3 separate regions of the Sus scrofa genome follow, and all the other regions are linked to region 2. The links are chromatin contacts, called in public Hi-C and HiChIP or PLAC-seq maps. All regions are on one chromosome and are shown on one strand. Each heading gives the region's core, a stretch centred on a gene start, on an enhancer-like site or on the middle of the called end of the contact. The rest is flanking DNA. Distances are from core to core; before and after follow the strand shown.

The links. A called contact is a pair of places that touch in the nucleus more often than the background predicts. HiChIP or PLAC-seq counts read pairs in DNA pulled down with a chosen protein or histone mark.
Region 1: a contact with region 2 is called in an H3K27ac HiChIP or PLAC-seq map of skeletal muscle. The contact joins the promoter of HNRNPA0 here to the enhancer-like site in region 2. A contact is called at or near these places in 1 of 5 promoter capture datasets (liver), 10 of 47 Hi-C or Micro-C datasets (embryonic fibroblasts, fetal heart ventricle, fetal skeletal muscle and 6 more) and 2 of 2 datasets of contacts at active chromatin or transcription factors (alveolar macrophages and skeletal muscle).
Region 3: a contact with region 2 is called in a Hi-C map of skeletal muscle, with 7 times the contacts expected there. The contact joins two enhancer-like sites. A contact is called at or near these places in 25 of 47 Hi-C or Micro-C datasets (alveolar macrophages, blood, brain and 16 more) and 1 of 2 datasets of contacts at active chromatin or transcription factors (skeletal muscle).

Annotation. Positions count from the first base shown.
Region 1 is chr2:139,780,875-139,784,976 of Sscrofa11.1, forward strand. HNRNPA0 (heterogeneous nuclear ribonucleoprotein A0) reads right to left here and starts at 2,142. Exons shown (of 1, transcript XM_003123970.5): 1 at 1-2,142. The coding sequence starts at 1,470. The coding sequence ends at 562. The region is part of intron 1 of KLHL3 (kelch-like protein 3); the gene reads right to left.
Region 2 is chr2:139,645,049-139,649,094 of Sscrofa11.1, forward strand. It overlaps KLHL3 (kelch-like protein 3), which reads right to left. Exons shown (of 14, transcript XM_021084794.1): 11 at 3,458-3,586; 12 at 112-252. Among named protein-coding and RNA genes, the nearest start is that of MIR874, 13 kb to the right of the region's middle. Within about 2 kb of position 1,998, at least 14 of the 83 cell types and tissues checked have an H3K27ac peak or open chromatin away from gene starts, as enhancers often do. A contact at or near this core is called in omental adipose tissue, retroperitoneal adipose tissue and skeletal muscle, where this site is marked.
Region 3 is chr2:139,840,561-139,844,789 of Sscrofa11.1, forward strand. The region is part of intron 1 of KLHL3 (kelch-like protein 3); the gene reads right to left. Among named protein-coding and RNA genes, the nearest start is that of KLHL3, 47 kb to the right of the region's middle. Within about 2 kb of position 2,366, at least 3 of the 83 cell types and tissues checked have an H3K27ac peak or open chromatin away from gene starts, as enhancers often do. A contact at or near this core is called in skeletal muscle, where this site is marked.

The DNA of each region.
Region 1 (4,102 bases), core at 892-3,391, 140 kb after region 2:
TAAAACGGTACGGAATGGATCCTAGGAAAAAAATGTTAGACATGTACGGTCAAACACAATGATTTATTAAAAATAAAACGTAAAAATGATTTTTGTACATATGCTTCCAAATTTCGGGCATGGGATCCAAGTAGATTTCATAGAAAACGCTGTAGCCAGGTATCAAGTCCTTACAACAAAGTAAACTACCCCCCCAACCCCCGCCCAGGTTTTGCTACAGAATCAGCAAGTTCACTCCCTCCCCCCCAAAAAAACACAAATTAAAACAAGACATTTTGCTAGTATAAAAACGACCAAGGTCCAAGTAATAATAAAAAAATAGAGTCCATCAATGACTGTAACACAAAAATGTGTATGTGGGGCCAAGTCCATCTTCAAAGGGAGAGACGAGAGGTGGCAGGCAAATAGGGCAACACCCCCACGGGTAAGCAGCCATACGAGTGGCTCCCCACCAAGGGCAAAATAAGGAAGGTGCTGGGAGGGGAAGGAACTTAGGAGTTGACCCTACTTGGGTGGTTGAAAGAGCTACCCCCATATCCACTCCCACACGTTTAAAATTTTTTAGAAGGAGCTGCCTCCATAGCCACCCCCACCGCCATAGCCGCCTCTGTAAGGTCCACTGTTACTGCGACCGCCCCAGCTGCTGCCTCCGCCGCCGCCGCCGCCGCTCTTCATGGGCCCATAGGAGGACTGGTGCTGGCTGTAGCTGCCGAAGCCGCCGAAGCCGTTACCGTAGTCGCTTCCACCGTAGGACGAGCCGCCGCCGCCGCCTCCGTAGGCGTTGTAGCCGCCGCCGCCGCCGTAACCCCCGTAGCTGTTGTAACCGCCGCCACCGCCCTTAGACAGGCCGTTCTGGTCACGACCGCCGCCGCGACCCCGGCCGCCACGGCCGCCCCGCGAGGACCGCGAGCCGCCTCCGCCCCCACCGGAGTGGATATCCTCCTTGGGGACAGCCTTTTTCACCTCCACGCGATGGCCCTGGATCGGATGGAACTTCACCACCGCGGCCTTATCTGCCGCGTCGTGATTCTGAAAATAGACGAAGCCGAAGCCCCGCTTCTTGCCCGACTGCTTGTCGGCAATAATCTCGGCCTTTTCCACGGTGCCAAACTGCGAGAAGTGCTCGATCAGGTCGCCCTCGGCCACGTCTCCCTTAAGGCCCCCGACAAAGAGCTTCTTCACCTTGGCGTGAGCACCGGGCCGCGCCGAATCCTCCCGGGACACCGCCCGCTTCAGCTCCACCGTGTTGCCGTCCACGGCATGGGGCGAGGCAGCCATGGCGGCATCGGCCTCCTCCACATTGGAGTAGGTCACGAAGCCGAAGCAACGGGAGCGCTTGGTCTGGGGGTTCACCACCACCACGCAGTCTGTCAGGGTCCCAAAGGCCTCAAAGTGGCCGCGCAGGCCCGACTCACTCGTCTGCACGTTGAGGCCGCCTATGAACAGCTTACACAACTGGGAATTCTCCATCTCCACGGCCCGGGCCTTCCCCCCGCCCTGCGAGCTCCGAGGTTTCGCCGTCGCCGTTATCGTTGGCTAAGGCCTCTTCACAGCTTGGGCCCAGCCGTTGCTGGAGCCGCCCCCGCCGGCCACCGACGGGGAAGGGAAGAAGGGGAGGGAAGGGAAAGAGGAAGAGAGGAAGGGGGAGGGAAGGGGAGAGGTGCCGGTTAGAGGGCGAGCGGAGGAGACTGGAAGACAACCGAGACCGCCGCTACCGCCGCCACTACCTCCGCTCCCCTATCTGGGCACCACACAAAGAGGCCGCTGAACGCGCGCGCACCCTCCCCGAGGCGTGCGTCACCGCCGACGTACGGCAGCCCAGGGCTGCTCGCCAATCCCCGCCTCGCACTCATTAGTCCCGCCTACCGTACCGCAGCGCCGCTCTTGATCACTGACTCCCCGCCCTCCGCGGTCTATTCAAGCCCTCGGCCTGTGCTGCTGCCGCCGCCGCCTCTACCTCCCGCTTTCACTCTCGGGATCCCCAGTGCGCCCTGACTACGGACTCTCGCTGCCCTTCGCGAACGTCCGTGATTCATTCGTTCCCTGCTCCGCGGCTGTTCCCAGTGATTTTTCCCCCTCCCCTTGCCGTATCCCCTCGCCCAACTCCGCAGTGGCGTTCGCGCCAGCCCCTTGAGAGACGTGTCGGTTCAGCCAATCACCGCGACCCGCTCGCACTCACTTCCGTTTTCGGCAGCCGCCGGATGGGCGCGCTCCCCAATGCGCGCTGGCCCCCGCGCTCCCCGTGTGCGGAGTTTGCTTGCAACCCCCACGCCTCCTCCCGCCTTGGACCTGCCACGGCGGGTGGGGGGCGGGAGGGTTGATCGGGGACGCGCTGGGGGCTGTTCCCAACGGATGCCACCTGGGGCGGCACGCGCGGGCTTTTTGAAAACTTGACTGTTGGGGTTGGGGGCCTGGTTTTACCCGCCCGATTTCGCCTGGCCGCTACACCTGGCGTCCTCGCCCCTCCCGTCCGCACAAAGATGGAGGGGAGAGGCCTAGTTGGGGAAGGCGGTTATTAACCGTTTCTAGGGGCCCCAGGCGCGATGAGACTAAAACACTGGCACGTGGCCCTGCGGGAAGGCGAGCCCGAGGCCGAGGACAGCGGCAGGCCGAAAACACTTCAGACTTTCCTACCGAGGCGCAGCGCGAGACCCCCGCCACCCTGAGGCCCTCCGTGAGGCCGTCCCGCGACGCCCCTCAGCCTACCTTCACGCACTCCTCCGTCAGCGGACATGTTCATTTTAGCCCAGTGTACACATCATCTTAATGTTTACGTCTTCTCTGCGTGCTTCCTTCCCAACTGAATCGTTAGCATTTTAAAGACGTTTTCAGTGGGACTGGGAGCGGAGGGAGAAACACATGCACACTGCGTAAAAGTATGCACCCTGGAAAACTGCCTTCAGGGCTCAGATGGGAATGCAAGAAAGTTAGAATGGCTCCCATTTATTGACCCTTTAGTGTGCCAACAAGATACGAGCAGTGGGACACAGTGTAAGACTAATTATATGATCAAGAACCCCAAACCATGTGGCTAATAAGAACAGGAATTCCTTACTGTATCCTGGAAAGGGATGTATTCAGGAATGATTTGTTAAAAGAGGTACAAGTTGCACTGGATCACAGAGTGAAGGGCTGGATAAGATTTCTATAGGGAGTTTATCTCAACAAAATCTGGAGGAAAGTTATAAGATACATATGCTCCCAGGGGCAGTTTAACTGGATCAGGTTTCTGATAGAAAAGTAAGATAGGCTGAGGGTCTTGATATTAGGGAATGTCTTGAAATTTAAAGAATATGAATATTATTAAAGGCATATAGATAGGCTGCAAAGTCTGAGGGCAAACTATAGCCTGGTTCTACCACCTATTAACCACTGAGTTGTGTGACTTTGGCCAAGTCACCTAACCTTTTAAAAATTAAATTGAGTTTTAATATCTCAAAATCAGAACATAAAACACCTAGCCAGTATGGTAAAATTTAAATGGGATTCTGCATGTAATGCAAAGCATAATGCCTGACACATAGTAAGTGCTCAATTTATCCAATAAATACCGAATGATGGGAATACTGTAGTAAACAACAGGCAAAAATCTCTCCTCGGGGAGCTTACATTCTTGTGGGGAGAAGCTGACAGTAAATAAGAATTATATACAGCATGTTAGATATTGGTAAGTGTCACTGAAAAAAATAAAAGAGAAAGATAATAAGAAACTATCATTACAAAACACAATTCAGATTATGTCAGGATTTGCTAACTGATTGATGATTAAAAAAAAAAAAAGGAAAATAGAAGCATTCCGGAGTTCCCACTGTGGCTCAGTTGGGTTAAGAACCCAGCATACTGTCTGCGAGGATGCCACTTTGATCCCTGGTCTCGCTTAGTGGGTTAAGGATCAGGCTGCAACACAGGTCACACATGTGGCTCAGATCTGGCTTTGCTGTGGCTGGGATATTGATGGGGCACTATTTTGGGGGATGCCCAAGACTATATAACTCAGATGAGAGACTGGACCTGGAGAAATTTATTTATTTCTTTATTGTTTTTTTGGGTCCACACCTGCAGCATATGGAAGTTCACAGGCTAGGGGTCTAATTGGAGCTGT
Region 2 (4,046 bases), core at 748-3,247:
AGGCCCTGGGAGCCTCTCCCCTCTGCCTCTCTTTCATAGCTAGTGTTTGCAAGGAGAAAAGCCACACAGCCCCCTGCCCCCAGGGAGAGGAGGAGGAAGCAGTCAGATTACCTGCATTGCGCCGGCACATGTTCATATCCGCCACCTGCTTCCAGGTGTTTGTTCCAGGGTCGTAAACCTCGACACTCTTCCTCACCAAGGGCCCATCGTGCCCGCCTGTGGCATACAGCTGCCCACTGAGGACCCCAACCCCTGAAAGGCAGAGCACAGTGTCCTAGCCTCGGGCTGGCTACAGTGACCAGAAACCAGGAGGCCTGGTGTCCAGTCTTGGGCAGTCAGCACTAGCAGGATGACATGGGGAGTTCTGTTTTGTTTCCCTGGAACGCGGGGTCCTTGTCTGTAAGACAAACAGAGTGACACCTTGCCTGCCTCATAAAAATCGTCAGTCTGAAAACTTCCAGATGTAAAGCCAAGGTAAGCCCATTTCTATTTACTGATATGTGTGTGTGTGTGTGTGTGGAATAAAAAGAGTTAAAATGGAAACTACACAGCGGAGTGCTGAGATCACTACGCTGGAGACCGCCCTGCTGGTCCTGAAGCAGAAGCCGTCCTTTCCGCCCGCTCGCTCTCCTCCTGGATGGCAGAGGGCACGAAGTCACTCATGATGGTGACAAGCCTGAGCCAAGTGCCAGGACTGCGTCATTCACAGGTTTCAGCATGACCTTTTAACATCCTTTAGTACAAGTCAAGGAAATAAAATCCAGAAAGCAGAGGGCTGGCCCAGTGCCCTGGAAAGAGCAGCTGACCTGCTGGCTGGGACACCTGGGTTCTGGACCTGTGTCTCTAGCTTGTCTGCCAGGGGTGCCCTCCCGTGCAGGGCGACTTGTATGGTGAGGGAGCCGGACTAGACGGGGAGTTCCAGTGGACTCCACCCACAGGCTGCAGCTCACCTGGCTGGGGAAGGCTGCAAAGCGCTTACGCGGCCTCATTCCCAGAGACACTGGTCAGGAGTCAGACAAAGCACCTCAGGTGATCAGGATGTGCAGCCCGGCTTCAGAGCCAAGAATCGACTTCCAGAACATACACCTCACAGGGACAAGAACCACGCTACCTTATCACATCTGGTTCCCTGTGCCCGACAGTAGAGAAGAGGTTCTCAACAAGTACCGTCTGAACGCAAGACGGCAAGACGTGTAAAACCCCACGGGCTATCAAGCGGACGTGCAAACGGTTCCTCGCAGTTGCCCCAAACGAACAGCAGGTGGTGGTGTTGTATCAGCAGAGGCTCTCCAACGAACTGGGGTCAAAGGGAACTGACTGTGCTCCAAAGCACCTCACTGTCCCCTCCTCCACGTGCAGCAGGGACCCAGAGATGGCCTCCTTTCCTCACAGCCATCTGCTGGCATGGCCCACACGCTCCGAGGAAATGGGCAGCCTTCCTGGCACTGGGGCACCATGGCCTGCACAGGCTCCTCTGCAAGCATTCACAAGGAGCTTCCCTGGACCCAGAGCCATGGGGCCCCTGAAGCCAGGGTCTCTGGGTCTTTAGCCACCAAACAACCTACCACGGCAAATATAAGGGCTTCCAAGTACACAGTGAGTGTCCGCAAATCTTAGGGATGTGAAGCGCTAAAGAAAGGCTGCCCTGGGAGCCTGAGGCAAGGGTGCTGACAAAGACCTGAGCAAAGACCCCACCTCTGGGAGGGAGTCCATCCCCCCAGTTGAGGTCACGGTGCCTCCCTGGGACACAGGCATCAGGCAGGCAGCCCCCCTGTCACCATCCGGGACCTCCGGCCCAGGTGAAGCCCGAGTGGCCTCCACTGAGCAATAAGCCCTGAGCAGCCTGGCAGAGACAGAGCAAAAAGCCGCCAAAGGCAGCTCTGCCCACAAGACTCGCCTGGACTTTCTCAGCAGGTCTGTGCTCCCGGCTCTGTCCGGGATGCCCCACTTTCTGCTCGAGGCTTTCCCAGAAGCAGCCACGCAGCTCAGGGCACACTGCTTCCCTGCTGGGGAGCTATCCCGCCTCCTCAGGCTGTCAACACATGCTCTCACACCTCACGTCACACACAGGACTTCCAGGAAGTGCAAAGAAGACTCTGCCAGTACTACAAACCGAAAGGGCAGGAAGAGCCCATGAATGGAGAAGGGCCGGGGTGTAGGCACTGAACGGGGCGCTGGAGACACCTACTGCAACCTGCTCTTTCACATCGAGAATCAGAGGCCAGAGCCGCATGGCGCGTGGAGCAGACCCAGAACCACGGGCCAGGCCTCCTGACTTCCACTCCTTTGCTACAGGTTTAGGAAGAGGGCCAACCTGTTGGGATCAGCAGAGACAGCAAGACGAGCTTCCTAAAAATAGCCTTCCAAAAGCAAATGCTTCTTAAATGAAGCCATAGAGCTTTTCCTTTTCTAACCAGTGAGTGCACAGCTGTTCCTGAAAAATATTAAAATAGCGTAATATTTAAGGAATGCTGGGGAAGTGGTCTTGTGTTTGGTAGTATAAAGTGAGATCACAACTCAATCCTCAAACACACCGAGATATATAAAGGAATAGCACAGTGGGGGAAAAGTCCCTGTGGCGGCTTCCCTTCCCAGAAGTCACATGGCCTTCCTGCCAGCCAGGATGGGCATCAGTCACCCCTCCCACAGGAACCGGGAACAGAGAGCCAGAGATCAGCCTCCCTGCCAGGCCCTTTCCTCTGGGCCCCCAGATGACGGGACAGACAAAGCAGGGAAGAAGGGGTTGCTGCTCCACTTCCTGGAAAATCGCCGAGGACCACACAGCTCCTGGACCGCCCACAGGAAGCGGAGGTGGCCACCTGTGGGGAGGGGCTGCAGGGAAGCAAAGGTGAGGGGGAGACACAGGCTTGTTTCCAAATACCAACACTAATAGCTTGGCTTTCAACCCCAAGACAGAGACAGGCAAGCGTTCGCTTTTCCACGGAAGACTGGGACAGCCGGGCTTGTCCTACTACTTCATAAGAATGAGACTCTGATAACTGGGGGTCCAAAAAGCTGCCTCTGAAGTGAAACAGACCTGAGTAGCAATCCTGACCCTGCCAGTTACTCACGATAGGACCTTGCCTCAACCCCGGTCGATTCCCTTTCTACATCTGTTGAGTGGAGTCACGCCGTGTCCGCCTTGGAGGGCCGTGATGAGGATCAAGGACAACGAGGCCTGGCGAGTGTGTGTCCGGACAGCACGTGGCACAGAGCAAGCTTCGCTGTCCAGAGCCGCACACACCACCAAAGAGGGAATTAGCTCAGACACTCCCGAGCAAAGGAATCCCTGGGGAAGGTTACCTCCTGTGTGCTGGGTTGGCGGTGGAGGTGCGAGAGAGACGCTACAGACCGCCAGAGAGCAGAGGGAGGGAGGTAAGGCAGAACCCTCAGCTCTTGGCCCCTAGACCCCCTGTGAGCGGATCGGAGCCAGCCTCACCCCGAGCCCCCACCGTACCTGCGCCACTGCGGCGAGTGCTCATGTCCGCCACGTACGTCCACTCATTGGTGGCGGGGTTGTACTGCTCCACGGTGCTCAGGCACTGGCGGGACGCCCCATCATAACCGCCGACGGCATACAGCTTCCCTGGAATGGACAACGTGACTGAGGGGGTACCGTGGAAGCTGGCACAGACGTGGAGGGGCCCCCACACCTCCATCAGCGTTCGGGACCCTATCCCTCCAGGAAGACCACCAACTCACTTGCCCATCAGGGTAAGCATCCTTCACACCTCTGCCTTCTGCTTCCTCTTAAGCCCTGAGCATCTCCAACCAGTGCTGCACCTCTCGCAAAACGCACCCCTCACACCCAGTGTGAGCTATGGGCTGGCACCCCTGGGGCTCAGGGTATTCCTGCTTGTGAACCACGAGAGATCCTCTCCAGGACAAGGCACGGGAGAGATGGAAAGCTTGAGGGCCCCAGCTACAGCCAAGCGGGCAGACCTTCTAGCTAAAGGTTCACAACGGCAAACGGAACAAATAGGGAAAAATAGTTCCCATGAGAACCCAAGTACCGTCTTCACACGGTTTGTACTCCATCCACAACT
Region 3 (4,229 bases), core at 1,116-3,615, 200 kb after region 2:
GTCAACTATATTTTAATTGAAAAGAAATTTTAAAAAAAGACTTTGTTATCTAGTAGTGAACAGAGGGAAATAAGGAAAGAACATAATGATAAATGCATGTGAGATAAAAATATTAAGTACTTAGGGGTTAAGAGGGAAAAATAAGATTCCTTCTGGCTTAGGGATTAAGGGATTGGAGAAAAAAATGGATAAAGAATGACTTCAGATACAGGACACATAAAATCCTTTGCAGTGTGGCCTTTTCAAACCTTCCCTGACTTTCCAACTACTACTCTGTTCTTACCCTACTGTGCTCTGAACATAAATTTTCTTCAGTAATTTAAGGATTAAGAGTTCAGGCTTTGGAATCCAATAGATCTTGGTTCTCATCCCAGCTCTGGCACATCAGCCAACCTTGAGCAAGGCTGGAACTTTCCCAAGCCTCAATTTCCTGATGCATAAAGTAGAAATTAAGTAACACTCATTTTAAAAGGTTTTTATAAGAGTCAACTGGTATAATGTATGCAAAGCACCTAGCTTTGTGCCTAAAGCATAGTAAAAACAAGATTAAATAGCAATCAATGTTGTTATCTTGTTTCCTTTCATGTCTAGTAATTTTTCACTGCATGCCAGACATTATGTCATTTCCCTTCCTTTACAGATCACACTCCTGTATGCTTGTTGTTCAGTGTCTGAATAGTCTCCTTTACCTGGCTGGTGAGAGGGTAAATTCTCTTTTTGATACTCAACAATGTTGGAAATGGAAGGCCTTGAAACTCCCAATAAATTAATGCATCCTGATATTAAGCATCAATTATTCCTAACATCACAAAAAAAAAAGATATAACTAGACATTGTCTGCCTCCTAATGATACAATGTCATTTATAAAGCAGTTTTGCAAAAAAGTATATATCAAACCTGAATGTAATCAAGCCTCTAGATCCAACTACCAATTTACAGGAAATACAGAAGACAGAAGAACATCTTAAACTACAGGGATACACTCAACAAAATAAAATTGAAAGAAACTCTACAAGACAAACAACTAGTCTTTTCAACAATTTAAATTACATGAAAATTTAAAAGGGGAAGGGAAAGCTATAGATTAAAAGAGACTTATCAAAAGATATATCGATCTATTGTAATGTATAGATCCTGATTCAAGTAAACTGTAAGAAAAAATTCTAACACTTTTGAGACAATTGGAAATGTGAACTCAGACTAGAGAGTTGATGGTATTAAGGAATTATTATTAATTTGGTTCATCTAAGCTATTTAAATTTAGATAATAGTATTATAATTATGTTCTTTAAATGACTCATCTCTTTTTTTTTCCTTTTTGTCTTTTTTTTTGTCTTTTTGCCATTTCTTGGGCTGCTCCCGCAGCATATGGAGGTTCCCAGGCTAGGGGTCGAATCGGAGCTGTAGCCAGCCGCCAGCCTACACCAGAGACACAGCAACACGGGATCCGAGCCACGTCTGCAACCTACACCACAGCTCACGGCAACGCCGGATCCTTAACCCACTGAGCAAGGCCAGGGATTAAACCCGCAACCTCATGGTTCCTAGTCAGATTCATTAACCACCGAGCCACAAGGGGAACTCCTAAATGACTCTCATCTCTTTAGAGAAATATTCTGGTATATTTACAGGTAAAATAATATTCTGTTTAGTATTTGCTTCAAATAAATATGGTAGAGGGCAGGTGAGTAGAAGTATAGATGAAATAATACTGGTCACAATTAGGTAACTGAAGAAGCTGGATAATATATAAGTCCAAATCTTCTATTACAAAAAAAATCTCAACTTTTTTTTTTTCTGGTCTTTTTAGGGCTGTACCCGTGGCATATGGAGGTTCCCAGGCTAGGGGTCAAATTGGAGGTATAGCTGCTGGCCTACACCACGGCCACAGCAACACAGGATCCGAGCTGCATCTGAGACCTACACCACAGCTCACAGCAACGCTGGATTCCTTAACTCACTGAGCAAGGCCAAGGATCAAACCTGCGGCCTCATGGATGCTAGTCAGATTCATTTCCCCTGAGCCACGATGGGAACTCCTCAAATTTTTTTAAGAGTCAAAATATTGATATGCAAGTTCTAAATCTGGCTCTGACATCATTCTGTTCTATACTTATATAGACCAATCACTTCTCTCTGGGCTTTTTTTTTTTTTTTTTTTCCTCTGGGCTTTTAACTTTCTCTACAAAATATGAAATACAAAACTCATTCCAGTACACTTTCCATTATAGCCACTCATGAGCTATGTGACATGGAAAGTTATTTAATCTTTTTAAGCCTCAGTCTCCTTATCTGTAAAAGGTGATGAAAACAGTAGCCAGTTTTTAGGTCTACTGTGTAAGTTAAAGTGGGTACTGTATGTTAAAAGCCCTCATCATAACACTTGGCACAAAGTAAGCACTCAATAAACATTACCTAACATTACTCTTACCACCTCTTGCTGCTTCTAAAAAATACCAATAGATGAATTCTATACATTTTTAATGAAAAAATTGTATAGTTTATTATTTCCTTTTCCTTTCCTTCTCCATATCTTTATTTAGGACAAAGGCAGGAAAATCTGAAACCTCCGCTCTAAAATTCTTTGCATCAGTGTACCCAACAGCACAAGCCAGGAGAGAAAGAGGTTGGCTCTCCTCAGCAAGAGTCATTGCTCTGGGTCTGGAAAAACAGAGGCGCCACTTTCATCATTTTCAGAATATAGTATGCAGCTGTTCTTCTGGTATGCCACACATCCTGAGGTTGCTCCCAAGGGCTAAAAACAGAGCTCAGGCGATTAGCCCAAAGCAGCCAAGATCATTCTTTTTCAAGGTGGCCCCATTTCAAATATAATGAGCACTTTGTACGTATCCCTTTTCTAAACAAGAGTTGGTTTTCTTCAGCAGACTGTGAGCTCCCTGAGGGGAGGACTATGTCTAGTTTATCTGTGTATTCCTAGCGAAGCACCTCGGATAGAACAGGTACTCAATAAATATTTGCTGAATGAAAGGATTAAATGTTTATTCTTTTATTTGGTGTGGGGCAGGAATGGAAAAGGAACATTGATAGGCACACAAAGAATCCACTGTTGGAAGAATCTTTCTAACAATTGTTGTCAGGGTGTACAAACTCATTCACAACTTTCAATTCATTTCCCTGTTTCCCGCTACTTCCCACTATACACCTTTTCAAAATTTCCTCCACTCCCATAAACTACCAAATACACCCTGAATATACCTCCTCCTGAACCTGAGTTTATACTATTCCCTCCACCTCTTATCTCTCTCTCACTTTAATATATACATCCCTCAAGACGGCTTCAGAACCTCCCTTTCCAAGAAGCTTTTCTCAACCATGGTAGCTTAAAGGGGTATCTTTCTGACTTCCTATAAAACCGTCAATTTAGCTTTAAGCACTCATTATTTTGTATGCTGTGGTTAGCTGCAGAGGTTTCATAACGTCAAGATTGAGGGGAAAGGGTTATCTTAGGATTTCTTAGGCATCCAGCATAGGGCTTTGTGAATACCATGCATCTGATGAGCGTTCAGTGCACTCACGAGCTAAACTTTGCAGAATAAGTAATACAACCCAATTTAAAGTATAAAACAAGTGAGCCTTAAAAATGGTGTTTTAACTCCAAATGTCCATTGAAAGAAGAGTGGATAAGGAAGATGCGGTACACATACACAATGGAGTATTACTCAGCCTTTAAAAGGAAAGAGCGGCATTTGCAGCAACATGGATGGACCTAGAAATTATCATGCTAAGTGAAGTCAATCAGACAGTGAGACACCAACATCAAATGCTATCACTTATACATGGAATATAAAAAAAGGACACAAAGAATTTCATTGCAGAACAGATACTGACTCACAGACTTTGAAAAACTTACAGTTTCCAAATGAAACAGGTTGGCAGGTGGGCTCGGGGTTTGGGATGGAAATGCTATAAAATCAGGTTGTGATGATCACTGTACAACTATAAATGTAATAAAATTCATTGAGTAATTTAAAAAATGGTGTTTTGTCTATAAGATCTTTTTCCTTAAAAAGTGTTTGGAAGTTTTAGTATTGTTACTATCTGTTCTAATAGGCAATATCCTCTTCTAGAAATCAAAGAAAAAAGTTTCATGTGTCACATATTTTTTAGTCAAGTGAATTTTTAAAAATTCACATTAAAAATAGTAATATCACATTTTCTTCAAATTTCAGAACAAGACATCTGAAGTAAAAAACAAAAAAGCCAAGGT